Linked DNA regions of Mus musculus: all the other regions are linked to region 1. A link is a contact called in public Hi-C data. All regions are on one chromosome and are shown on one strand. Each heading gives the region's core, a stretch centred on a gene start, on an enhancer-like site or on the middle of the called end of the contact. The rest is flanking DNA. Distances are from core to core; before and after follow the strand shown. Region 1 has its middle 12 kb from the start of Gm31505. Region 2 has its middle 55 kb from the start of Gm12022. Region 3 has its middle 270 kb from the start of Etaa1.

What was found. Hi-C and Micro-C count contacts between places; a contact is called where the count stands out from the background.
Region 2: a Hi-C map of cerebellum shows a contact between it and region 1, with 1.8 times the contacts expected there. The contact joins two enhancer-like sites. A contact is called at or near these places in 6 of 484 Hi-C or Micro-C datasets (cerebellar granule neurons, cerebellum, embryonic fibroblasts and 1 more).
Region 3: a Hi-C map of the N1E-115 cell line shows a contact between it and region 1, with 3 times the contacts expected there. The contact joins two enhancer-like sites. A contact is called at or near these places in 10 of 484 Hi-C or Micro-C datasets (the CH12 cell line, the N1E-115 cell line, adipose-derived mesenchymal stem cells and 5 more).

Annotation. Positions count from the first base shown.
Region 1 is chr11:18,009,366-18,013,840 of GRCm38.p6, forward strand. No RefSeq gene overlaps it. Among named protein-coding and RNA genes, the nearest start is that of Gm31505, 12 kb to the left of the region's middle. Within about 2 kb of position 1,921, at least 35 of the 459 cell types and tissues checked have an H3K27ac peak or open chromatin away from gene starts, as enhancers often do. A contact at or near this core is called in the CH12 cell line, the N1E-115 cell line, cerebellum and 1 more, where this site is marked.
Region 2 is chr11:18,436,110-18,440,584 of GRCm38.p6, forward strand. No RefSeq gene overlaps it. Among named protein-coding and RNA genes, the nearest start is that of Gm12022, 55 kb to the right of the region's middle. Within about 2 kb of position 2,367, at least 13 of the 459 cell types and tissues checked have an H3K27ac peak or open chromatin away from gene starts, as enhancers often do. A contact at or near this core is called in cerebellum, where this site is marked.
Region 3 is chr11:17,683,927-17,688,401 of GRCm38.p6, forward strand. No RefSeq gene overlaps it. Among named protein-coding and RNA genes, the nearest start is that of Etaa1, 270 kb to the right of the region's middle. Within about 2 kb of position 2,010, at least 55 of the 459 cell types and tissues checked have an H3K27ac peak or open chromatin away from gene starts, as enhancers often do. A contact at or near this core is called in the CH12 cell line, the N1E-115 cell line and uterus, where this site is marked.

The DNA.
Region 1 (4,475 bases), core at 671-3,170:
TACTCATTAGCTTCAGCTGACTAATTCAGATAACTTAAATTTAGGACAAGGTCCGTCATTTAGTCTTTATTTGTTCTTTTTATGTCTTTGGCTATTTTGCCTGCATGTGTCTGTGTATCACTAGCATTGCTGGTACCCATGGAGGCCAGAAGAGGACCCTGCATTTCTTGGAACTAGAGCTATTGGATGGTTGTGAGCTACCATGTGGGTGCTGGGGATCGAACCCAGGTCCTCTGCAGGTCAGCAAGTGTTCTTTACCATTAAGCCATCACTTCACCTCTTACCCTGAAAGCACAGAGGTCAGCTTGTTTGCTGATTTGTTCCTAGTTGCAAATGTGACACGAAGAATTCGATGGAGGACTTTTCCCCTCCTTTTCTCGAATTTTCTTCTTCTGTAATTTCAAAAACATGTCAAGTAAATCATTTGTCTAATATCCTAAATTACGGCAAAATGGCTAAAGATAGGAACATTTTGGACTTGTAAAATTTTTACGTTAAAGTGAAGGTATGAAAACCTGTCAAAGTAATTTTGTTCTATCTAGTCAGTAGAAAGTGTTTGGAAACTTGGACTGCATTTTCTTTACCCTCTTCCAGGTTTCTCTGCATAGATTCTTGGTTTTTCATCAAGAGAAGCTTTAGTCATGTTAATTCACCTCTGTACAACCTGTTTTCTGTCTGATTTTTTTTTTTTTAATGCCCCAGTCACTGGCTCCAGAGCAGCAGTAGGCATCGGTCTCTTTGATTCTCTGTGGTATTTTCCCCAGGATTTCTTCCCACATTGCTGTACAGTAAGATTTCTATTTTATTGAAGAATTACCTACTTTTAGCAACAAAGAAATGATTATCATTACTCTGTAAAAGCAGTAGTGCTAAGAATATTTCTAAGCAAAACGCTATAGAAAAAGCAAACAGTATAAAGTAGCTCTTTCTATTCTCTGACAGACCATGAGTTCAAAAAAAAAAATCTTGTTCTTCCCCAAGTTATATTTTAAAGGGGTTAAGCAATCATTCAGATAATCGGACTTCATTGCTTTGAAATTTTATCAAAGTGTCCTCAATCCTTGAGCTGATATCCAGGTCCATTTTGCCAATCGGATAAAGCCTCTTAGATCTTTTTCCTAGAGGCATGAGTGGTTAACTTGATCTTATTGTGCTTCGAAAGAGTCTGTGCTACGCATCATTTTTCATAAGTGCGATTTGTTGTGTTAGGAAAACTCCAGAGAGACTCCTTGTTAGAATGGATTTTGGCTGCCAAGGGCACATTGCTACTAGAACCTCCTTTGTTTTATAGTGAATGAGTTTTAGAAATGTTCTCTGCTTAACCATAAGAGAAACAGAGCAAGGTGAGGGGGAAATTAGCATATGGGGAAATAAAGACTTTATTTCTCAGATTTGGGATGATTTTAAAAGCAGAAGATCAGGGAAGCTAGGCTTGGTGGTGCATACCTTTAATCCTAGCACGCTAAGGTAGAGGCAGAAGCAGGGGGATCTCTGAGAGTTCTCATCTATTTAAGAAATTCCAGGTCAACCAGAGCTAGGAAGTGAAGCCCTGTCTTTAAATAAACAAGGGTGGGCGGGGGGGGGGGAACTGAAAAAAAAAAAGATAAGAGGAAACTATTAACAAAGACCAGCCCTAAGAAAATTCCTTATTTGGAAGCATTGCTTTCATTAAGACTCTTATTCTTCCCCCTCCCCCTTACGTCTCCTTCTCTCCTCCTCCTCCTTACTGCCCCTCCCTCTCGACCCATCCTTAGAAGGTAAAAGGTTTGAAGACAGCTGCCTCCTTTTATTTTACCTTTGTAAAGGCCAGCGATCCCAAGCGCCCACTTGTATCCAGACCAAGACTCACAGCCTTTGCCTGGAAAGAGCACTAGGTGGTGCCCATTTACTTTGCAGTGGAAAGGGGATTCCCCAGGGGAGCAACTCTGGGGAAACTCATCCGGCCCCAGCCTCCTCAGTCAGTGAGAAGTCCTCCTCTAAGAGGTGGTCAGGAGAATGAATGGTGTCCTGTTTTTTTCTCACTTCCTTAAAGCATACCGGACTTGCCCTTTTAGGACACAGCTTTCGTTTAGAGAGAGTGTGTGTTTGCAAATGTGGGGGTGGGAGTAGAGGGGCCTCAAACATCCCCTTTGGAATGAGAAGAGGAATAAAGGCTGCGCCCTCCATCTGTGTGCATAAACAGCACAGCCCGAGTCTCTTGCCAAGACTGCGGTCCTGCCAGATCATCTGGGCATCACGGTGCACATGCTCGCCTTATTTTTCTGCTTTGCCTATAATAAAGCCGTAAAAAATCGAAGAAAGGTGACTCTTAAATTCTACTTTGCATCTTCACAACAATAATTCTTTGTCAAATTAAATCCTGTTAATTTGAAGATTCTGCATCCCAGTGTTAATTTCCACGCCTACTCCTTGATGGGGTGGCTTTCTACTGCTGGGCTTATTCCTTAAAAAATAAAATCTTCTTAGGCTTGCTGAACAGCTTGTTGCTTTGTTTTCAAGGAGAGTAGGTAACTGGCTAAAATGATGTGTTCTCTGTTTTCCTGTTTTCCCCACTCAAGGGGCTGTCAGATCTGTTTTAAAATGTAGAAACACTTGGAAGTTTTCTTTTTTCTTTGTAAAGATCTGTAGCAACTGGCATAATCATGTTAATTGTCACAAAAATGGGAATAAGAGACAATTCATGTAGAAATATATAAAATATTCATCTTTCTGTGACTCTAGTCCCAAAGTTGAGCTGAGTGGAGCTAAGCCCTCCATGTGTTTTTGTTTTGCTTTAAAGAAGGCAAGACAAATGGTTGTCTCAACATCTGACTAGACTCTTCTAGCAAAACCTGGATTCTGTCACGATGAGGGGAGAATAAGACGTAGTTTCAAGAAGTTAAACTAAGGGCAAAGTTTTCTGAAGCCATGAGAACCACTTCTGAGCTCTTGCTGCCGGGTCATATGTCATGGTATGTGGCAGCTGACTGCTCATTAATTCTATTTATATCAGTGTGAGAACCCACCCCACTGAGTACGCATGTGTTAAAATATTCATAAATTATGTTTATTTAGAACAAATATACAATAAATGCCAAAATAAGAGCATTATTTAACCACCAAACTAGCCGACTACTAAATAAGCAAGGCTTTTCACTGCCAATATGGTACAGTGCACTTTGTTAGACTGTCCTATCCAGTATTTCCTTGAGAATGCTCACCTTTTGTTTTCTCAATTCCACAAAGGAAATAGGTTTCACTGAAAGGAATAGAGTTGGGAAACAAAGGATGCTCTGCTACTGAAGAGCAATAATAAATTTGACTAGAGCAAATGAGAAATGCACTTTAGCAATCTAAAATCCAAGAAAGTGTTCACTAATTCATGCACACTTGGACTGAATCGGGCAGTGTTTCCTGAAAACAAATCAAGTTAAGCAGACCAGATGAACTCTTGATAAAGTTGGCTGAAAAAAAAAATAGAAATTTTAATTATATATATTTTTCTCAAAATAAAGAATGGCTAAAAACAAATTTACATCACTGTGAACTGAATTAAAAAATCAGAACCACGACTGCAGCCTGAATTTTCAAAGTTAGTGCTCTGTAGTGAGACACCCCCGAACAATGCTCACTTAAAAGATGCTGTGAGGCTGACATGGTAGAGGTGTTTTTTCTCTCGGCAAGCTTCCTGAGCAGATAGCCAGCACAGTTGAAAAATGTGAATTCCTTGTTCAAATTCCAAAGCTGTGCTAGATAAAAATACATCGTCTAATTTATCCACTTCATCATATTCTACATCAGCACCATGAAATCATCTGGGACTATTAGCTAATAGAAGCACCATTCAGATTTAACTGAAAGCACGGCCCTCTTAATAGGCAAGCTCTGTTTCCACTTATTTGACTATTTGTAATATTCTCTGAAAGTGTTATAAATGTAAACACTCTCATCAAAAGTACCATTTTTCTAGATTGAAATGTCATTGATACCTAAGGCAGAGTGAGACAGTCTGGACTAACTTCATCATCTCTGCATGTTTACCTTGAAGAAAAGCACACTCAGGCACACCAGAGCAAAAATGAAAATTTTTTTAGTGATGACAATAGAAGTGCACATGAATTGGGTACGTGTTCACTTTAATCAACAGCGAGGGTTTCACAGTGTTTTATTTTCCATTTATTTTTGGAACAGAATTATGTTCACTTATTAAAGAAGTGTGCATCTGAGGGAGATCTTTTCTAAGGCAATGATTTAAAACGTGGAACAATGTATGCCTACCAAAATATTGTCTTGATGACATTTGTAACACCAAAACTAGAAGGTTTTTAATCATCCTGTTAATTTTAATTTAATTTTAATTAACAGGAGCATGGTTAGAAAAGGAAGATAGTGGGCTTGGCCCAGTGGGCAAACTCCTTGGTCTGAAGCATGGGGGCACAAGTTCAGATCTCTAATTCTCACGACTGTAGAGTGGTGTGTGCCTGTAATCCTAGTGC
Region 2 (4,475 bases), core at 1,117-3,616, 430 kb after region 1:
AATGTTCCTGAGGAGATCTGGTCTAAATTTCTTCAGTATGGGCCTGAAGTTTACTACATGTCTGACAATCCCAGGCATGAACAACTACTAGCATCATCTGCTTTACATGATAAACAGGAAAAGGTGTCAGGGCAATATGCAAAAATTCTGAAGAATTAGATGCTGTCCATGTTGTGCCCTCAGATGTTATTAGCATAACTAAGGAACACTATCACAACATTAGTTAAGAAAGCTATAATTAGAATAGTAAATATGAATGTTCAGCCATTCATTCACTGCATCGGTCAGTCAGTTGTTTTCTTTTCTACCAAATACTCAGTGGATGCTAATTCATGTCAGACCAAGGCTAATTTCAAAGCCGCCATTTCTTCCAGGAATATCTATATACAGTTAAAAATGACCAGCTATCAGCAAGTTCAGTCAATTCAAATAAAGAAACAAAGCTCCAGATAGTTTGTGACATGAGGCAAAAGTGGAAAGTACATCATTTGGTGACCTAAGTGTTAAGGACCTAGTTGCCTTTTGTTTCCTGGTTGTTTATGAAAGTCTACATTTATTTTCAAGTATATAAAGTGAAGTTGACATCACTCACAGGAGAATAGATAAAAAAATCTGTCATGAAGACTGTAGAGATGAATAACATAAGCCAGCCATTTCCTCAAGAGTCAGGAAGTATCTAGTTTATACCATGAAATGATGTGCCAATAAAACATAATTGGTATTGAAATATATGACTAAGGACAATCCTCAGGTTTCAGGCCTCCACATTTTGCACAGTAGTCCTTATTCTACAGTCAAAATGTTGAGGGGACACAGGACAAGCCTATTTGCACCAAACAAAGAAACATGAACTCAAAGGCAGTTTATACAAGAAATATAGGTTTTACATGTATGTAAGCATATATGTGTATAGATATTTCTTACATGTATTTTCATATGTTTATTAAATTTATATAGTAATGTTAAATTAAACAACATACATTAGAATACAAAGTAATTTAGTAAATAAAATATAGAGCATAAATTAATATGATAATGAATATATATTTTATTCTACAACTAAGAAATAACAATTAGGAACATGTCATTCTGGGAAAATTGGGAAGAGATCATGCTATTATCCCAGGCTTTCCCAATGAGAAATTATAGCTATTAGCCCAGGCTGAGAAGAGATTGTGGTTACTAGCCCAGGTCTTAAAGTGCTCATGAATTAGTATAATTTCAAACAAAAGCCTGTTAGAACATGTCTTAGAAAATTGTATGAAAATTAGTAAATATAGATGTATTAAATTCTTATTTTCATGGCATAGCTGTAGGTCAGTTATAATTGCCTTCATTTCTCCAAAGTCAAGGAATTAGGTTACTATCTCATATCAGTGTAATGCTTATTTCCCATGTAGCATTTATTATCTTGTTGAATTTCAATATAAATCTGTAAAGACTTCAAATAAAACTATTTTATCAGAGTGGAAACAGAGACTTAAAACAAATACTCAGAGCTTTTACCAGCTGCAAACAGTTAACCTAGAGGAGAAGCCTGGTGCTCTACTCTAGAGCCAAACCCTTTAAGATGCTAGGCTTAAAGGACCTCTTGCTCCCTTTTTGGATTTGATTTTTTACTTCATATAAAAACATGAAGCAAGATGAACCAAGAAACAGATATGGTAAATTACTGAAAAAAAATTTTCATTCTCATTTTCTCCATCAGTTGAAATCATAACACAACATACAAGAATTGTTTAATTGCAACAACTTGTAGACTTTGTAGTCAATTTTTTTTACCCTCACCCTGAATGTATATACAATGACAGGCTATAAGAAAGAAAATAGGCTTTCTTCAAGCAGCTGAGAAGATACTGTATGTGACTCTCTAGAGGTCAACACAGAGCCTCTGAGAGGGATCAGACTGATAGCTCCAGTGGCCAAGGGGCTTCGACAAGCTCTTTTATCTTAAGTGTCAGTGTTTCCTCAGCCCCTAGCCTTCCATTCCTCCCATACCTTGTTTTCCATCCTTCATGGCTACAGATTTACTCTTCTTCCTGGCTTTGATTAGCCTGCCCCCCAACCAACCTCTACCCTGCTTTCCTGTCCTCCCTTGGCCAAGAGTGCTACGGCATGAGAAAAGCACTCGATCATCATGATGGGAAGTGTCAGGTGCACAAGATAAATGCAAATTTCATGGCCTTACTGTCTCATTCTGCCAAATTTTATGAGACTGAGAAAACTTGGAAGCTTATGCTATGGGGCCATTTGGTTGGCAGGAAAGAGAGCAGACTTTTTCCAACACCGTCTGTTGGCAGCTCCAGTACTAGATTTACAGCAAGGGCTGGAGATTGCCTTGGCTATTGAGGCTGCAACTCAGCCAGCTGGGGGCCTCTCAAGTGAGGGAAGAGTGATGGCGTAGATTCTGGGAGAGAGTGTTCCACTTAAGCACTCCCAATGACAGCTTTTTGGTCATACCTTGAGCTTCAGAACTTGGCCCCAGTGAGACTGGCCTCGTTCACAGATAGCTTCACCCAAATTCCCAGTGCCACTAAAGACTGGCATTCACCAACGTGCTGAAATGGGAAGACAGTTTCTGGGATGGAATCTGGGTATTTTGTGGTCTGTTTCTGTGTTAGTTTATAGTTTTCTATTATAGACTATTGCTTCATATACTCCTAAAGCTGTTATCACTCAGGAGATAATAAGTTTAATACATACTATGGCACAGTGATTGAAAGTCTCAATTTTTGAGCCACAGTGCCAGAGTTCAAATCCAGTTCTGTTCTAGCACAGTGTACCTGTGGAAAATTCTGATCTCCTTTGCATCTCAGCTCCTTGGATTGAAGTGCCTATAATAGCAGTACTTATAATAGAGTTGATTGAAATAATCAAAAACAAGAAGCAAATTTAACCAATTAGAACACAAACAATGAGACCACTTGAAGAGGAGGAAGATAGTTATTATTGCTTGAGCAAATGCACTTTGCTCTCTTGAATGGGGGTTTTAGATTCTGCGGAACTCAATCTGAAGAACTCTGACCACGATGAGAAATTTAAAAAGGAATCCTCAACCCTGTGTAGAGAAGGGTATTTATTTCTGGGACCACACTGTGCAACCCAGCTCCCAATCCCAGTGTTACAGATGCAGATTTTGAAAAAGGGAAACAAATGTTCAAAGGTCTCAAGTCTGTAACTAAGAACTTCACCATCATGCCAAGTCTGCTCACAGGCAGAATAGACTCATGATGAGGTTCAAGGAAACAATGGTCTTTGCCAGCCCTCAGAAACAGTAGAAAGGACAGCAGCAGGGAGCCAGACCAATTGATTGAAAGTAAAGTGACATTGTTTGAGGAGACAGATGCAGACCTTCAGGAGCTTGGAATAAATTGTAAGTGAGAAAAGTAAAAGCTAAAATGAATGTTTTTTATGGCCCCACATCCAGAGGAAGGCTCAGGATTAGAACACAGACTTCCTAATTCCATGCTTTGTACTGTGGTGGCTCTGCAGAAAGTCCTGACAGGAACACAAACCTCTTCATAAGTGGCATTGACTGCCTCAGCCAAAGCTTCTCTTCTAAATGTCCTATCTCCCAATGATGGCCAAATCGATGAGGCACCAGTACATCAGTAGACTCGGAGAAAACACTTCTCAGTGTTTTGGGTTAAAAGTGTCATTAACATTGGGTTCAATTTTGAGGTTGTATTATAATTTATATGGCAGACACTGAGTTAGACCTTTCAGATTTTCCAAATAAATACAAGCTTGATCAGACAGCAAGGAAGTTCACATAAAGCAGTCTGAGGGTGGATAAAAACAAATATTTGAAATCTTAACAGGAGTTAGATCGGAGGACTCAGGGGACCTTGTGAATATGAGTAAAGGACTCTCTTAGGCCTTTTCAGCATTTTTTCATAATATTTGGAATTATTGTTTCTACACCTTCTATGACATTTAAAATGAATCTACAGAAAGGCCCTTGGCACAAAAATCACATTAATTTTATGACTTCAGTAGCAATAGTAATAATTATCATAGCTGTGATCATTAGTTTAATATCTACAAGGCACTCCACTAACTGGGAAGAACTGTGAGTTAGTAAATGATTTGTGTTCCAGAGGTTTAAGGGAGCCTTGACTTTCATGGCTTATAATATTCCATGCATGCAGATCTTCTGTTTAGACTTTCTAAACTTCCCAATGAGGAGGGGGCCCACCTCAGGGGCCCCAAATGAATGATATACAGCTCACTTCATAAGCATGTCCTACAACTTCCTGAGAAAAACACTTTCTAGAACCCACAGACTACCTAAAATAGTTAAGGGGAAAATACAGGAAATGGGGTGTTGTTAAATCAATTATACTTTTAAATTATTCTCCTCATACGATTTATTATAACAAGATGAAAACCCCCTAAAGTTCTGAAGAAATATTAACATAACATGCCTGTAACTCATGCTGTGTTTAATGAGAGGTGCTGTTTTTCCTGCCATG
Region 3 (4,475 bases), core at 760-3,259, 330 kb before region 1:
ACCTGGGTTCAATATAATGCCAGCACATCTGAGAAGTCCTTCTCTCCTATCAGGTGTGATTTGTCCTTGACACTTGTCTGATATTCTCTACATGGAACTTTTCTCCCAGACGTTTTGTCATTGTCATCAGCCAACCTCAGTTCAAATGCAGCTTCCTGTGAGGTTTTCCTACTGCCTGAGCTAAAACCTTCCACAACTATCATGATACCTTCTTTCTCTGTGGATTAGTTTTGTTTACTTTTGAACTAAAGTACAAGTGATCACAGCATGCATTTATTTGTGTTAAGAAGAAATGTGACTATTTCATAGTTTGTCTTACTCTTGATAGATTTTGGACTGTGTCCAATAAATCTAGTATGAATAAAGGTATTATAAACATTCCTGTGTATGCCTTTGTTAGACATGAGTACTCAGTTTGAGCTTATAACCAGGAGTTCTTTTGTTAGTATTATTTAACAGATGTCACACAACAATTTTTAAGTGATGATATTGACATATACTCTTCCTAAAAATACAAAAGCGTTATAATTTCTTCCCTTCTTACAAACACTTCACTACAACCATTGTTTTTAACTCCAGCCATTCTGTTAGGTATATATGGGTAGGTATGGTTTTCACTGTAGAGATTTTGTGGGAGTAGAAATGGCTTTTAATATATTTTTAATACATTCCTACATATTTTTATAAAAGATCTATCTATCTATCTATCTATCTATCTATCTATCTATCTATCATCTATCTATCTATCTATCTAGATATCTATTGCTTATGCACGTACACTGTAGCTGTCTTCAGACAAACCAGAATAGGGCATCAGATCCCATTACAGGTGGTTGTGAGCCACCATGTGGTTGCTGAGAATTGAACTCAGAACCTCTGAAAGACCAGTCAATGCTCCTAACCGCTGAGCCATCTCTCCAGCTCATATTTCTACATCTCAGAAACTTGATATATTGTCTTTTCATAGAGTTCACCATTAGGTTATTGATTACATGGTTTGATGTAAAAACTTTAGATTTCAGGCTTCCTGACTTCCATTTCTTAATTCCAACCTCACATTATTTTCCCTCTGTAATATTCTGATAGCAGTTCAAGGACTCCAATATGTTGACATGACATCATAAGTTGATTGTCTTTTAAAAATGCAATATTTCATCATTTATAGGTTGACCCTATTCCAGGACCCAAAGGAAAATGGAAAATAGGACTTAGAACTTGAAAGAGAAAATTTGAGTGAGCCTTCAGTTTAATGCAGTTTCCATTCTTGGAGCCAAAAGGCTCTGTAGGCAATACACAGAAGGAGTTGCAGAGGATGAGGGAGTGGAGACTTTTGGTTTCGTTACATACTCGCTGTACCACTGCATCAGGGTGTCTAGGATTTTTGCCCTCATGATGAAATTATGGGTGTTATCCTTCATTTCCTGTTTTGGAAAATGGTTTGACTTATGAAAAACAGGTTAATTGCATATTGTTTTTGTGAATTAGGTTGCTAATTTTTCACATCATAATTAAGCTAATTAGAATTCTATTATTTTCCAACAGTTTTAATGAGGTCTTCTACTTGGCAAGGAACCTGTGAGACCAAAAACCATTGCCATTTGTTAAAAGATGGAGAAACCCCGATGACAAGCAGAGTTTCAATTGCATTTCAGTTAATACGATTTATTCGTTAAGCTGATTATATTTTGTTGCTTCAAGTCTGACAAACTTCTAAAGTTGTCCACTTTTCTACTATGTCTCTGTTGCTCTATCTCCACTCCCGCCTCCATTCCTCCTTAGAGAATTTGTGGCGTCTGGGTTAAAATAGGTGGAAACAGTCTCTGTTTCCAGCCACCGCTCCCCAGCTTGGTTGGAATGCTCATCTGGTTGTGATAGAGCCTGCGGGTTCGGCCAGCAGTTCTTAAAATAGTTCCTTGGCTTATAAAAAAAATAGTCATTTGGGCAGCTCAGGGTTTGTTCTCTGGCTGCTTCTGGCAACTTGCTTTGGGGGGCACTGTTGCTCCAGTTTGGGAGTTACAGCTGGGCTTTAGTGAGTGATGGCTCTCTCTTGCACAATCTCAGATCTGCACCCCTTGTCAAGTAATCATTACAAATGTTTCACATAGGAGCAAGCTGGCACTAAGCAAAGGTCTGCCTTTTAAAAGAAGCATGGGCCCTAGGGGTGGGGACCACTCTGTCCTGACCATTGTAACATTTTCCCCTTTGACAGTGTAATTAAGTGCTAATTAACTAAATGAGTGTAAATGAGTGAAGGTTGAGATAAATATCTACATCTTCTTAATCTATTTTCCCCTCGAAGATTTGATAAAGGAAATTTGGATTTAATGGAAGATATCTGTCAATTATTTTTTTTAAGGTGGCAAATCTGTTTAGAAGGAACTGAAATACACCAGTTTTAATTTCTACAGGACAAGTTAACAGCATATGAATATAAGAGAGGTGCCATAAAATGGGGATGTGGTGCTGCAATAATTATGGTAAGGAGGCTTGGTGAAACTACCTTTTGCAAACATCTGCTTTCTGCTTTTTTTCATATCCTGCAGATGTTGCTGAACTGATGAAAAATACTGACAGGAGAATACATTAGCCCATGAAGTCATTTCAATGAATAAAGCAAAGACTAGCTTTTAACTTTCTAAAAAATCTACTTAGAAAAGAACTCTGCTTCCAGAATAGGGAGAGATTACACCAATAATTGAGAGGGGCCCAGGGCCTTCTAAAAGCGTCAATAGTGATCTCTTCTTGCCAAAGGGGAGAAGAGATGCTTTGTGGGGGAGCAGCCAGGGTAATAAATGAGAATCTTTGTAATTCAGGCACTTTTCCATTACCTTCCATGGTGAGTGATTAGAAATGAGACTGAGGAGCAGCCATGGAAAGCCCACTTTTGTGCTTGGCAGTAGAGCAAAAAGCTGCTGAGTTTTGCCCCAACTACCCTGCCTATCCTGCTAGGCAGCCCCTGAGGCTGAGACCAGAAACAGATTGACAGCTCTTGGGTTGGAGCAAGAATCTTGGAAAGGAGGTGCTATTTGTGGTTCCGGGCAGTCAATACCCTTCCCAGACAGGAAGTGGTAAGTCAGGCACATGTATGCTAAACTGCCTGGAAAGCAAGGACTGAGCCTGGGAAACGGCATTTAATGGGGTTCAGTTGCATATGAGATTAAAACCCTGAAATAAATGCAAAAGAACTATTTTGGCCTATACCCTATTTGGCAGGAGGATTAAGAGCCTGAAATAGTCCTCTGGCTGCCTGGGAACTCTGAATCACTCCCATTATTGATATAGCCACTTCGAGTCACAGCATCATGTGTTCAGAAGGCCCCAATTAAAATGTACAACAAGTGTTTTTCTGATAACCAACCTGGCAGATAAGAAGGATGTACTTATATAATGTTTTTGTTAAAAGAAAGACAACAAGAAAGAAAGAAAGTAAGAAAGAAAAAGAAAAAAGAAGAGAGAGAGAGAGATTCCAAAACAGAAACTGCACTTTTCTAATTCTTCTCTGAATTGACCTTTAATTGCTTACAGCTAGTAGTATCATCCTTTTTTCTTTTTCTTTTTTCCTTCTGAGGCAAAAGGACAAATCTGCACCATGTCTCGGGAAAGACTTTTTATTGTCTGTTCTATGAGGCCTGGAGGTCCCTGGAGAGGGATTCTTTCCTGACCACACAATCCTTCTGTTTTAGCCACAATGCACGGGTGATACCACCAATTACCTCTCTCCAGCTCTACCATTTACTCTAGTACTGGTGCATGGCATATTTCTTACTGGCATTAAAGGCGTTGCTTCATCTTTCCTCCTACCCAACCCTTCTTTTCTCTGCACCTGGCTAATTTCGGACTGTGATTTATCAGCTGTATTTCTCAATGCAGATTATCAGGTTCAACTCAATATGACCAGTTCTTGCTCCTTTGGGGGAATCTTGGCCCTAATGTAGAGTGGTATTTAAAGGCTATTTAGCCTCATTGGCAATATCATCATAATAACTTGTAACATTTATGCCTCTTCTAGTATGAGTGACATAGCTCCTCGGCTGTTTTAGTTCACTGATCATCTCTTCTCTGCCTTTGGCTAAGAGCAAATGTTGAATCTGCTGGTCCTCCCAGTGATAATGATATGAGTGAGCAGCAAAGTAAGATGCTGAGGTTATAGGTGAAGAAATAGATGCTCACAGAAACGAAAGCAATTTAAGATAATGCAGCCAGTGAAACTAGGATTCCACTTTCTTCAAGACTTTAAGTGTGCAGAGCAAGCAAGCCCCACTACTACAATAATAGCATTAAGAACCTAACTAACATAAGCCACAATGGAAATGTCCTTGTGAGGTCCTGTAGATGTGCCAAGAATGGGACAAAGCAGGGAAAATGGAGGTAGGTAAACACTGAGGGATGAAACTGGGAGATCATGTTTAGAATTGATTTACCCTAAAAAGAAAGTGTTTTATAAAATTAAAATAGGTATTTTGTTATGAAATGGG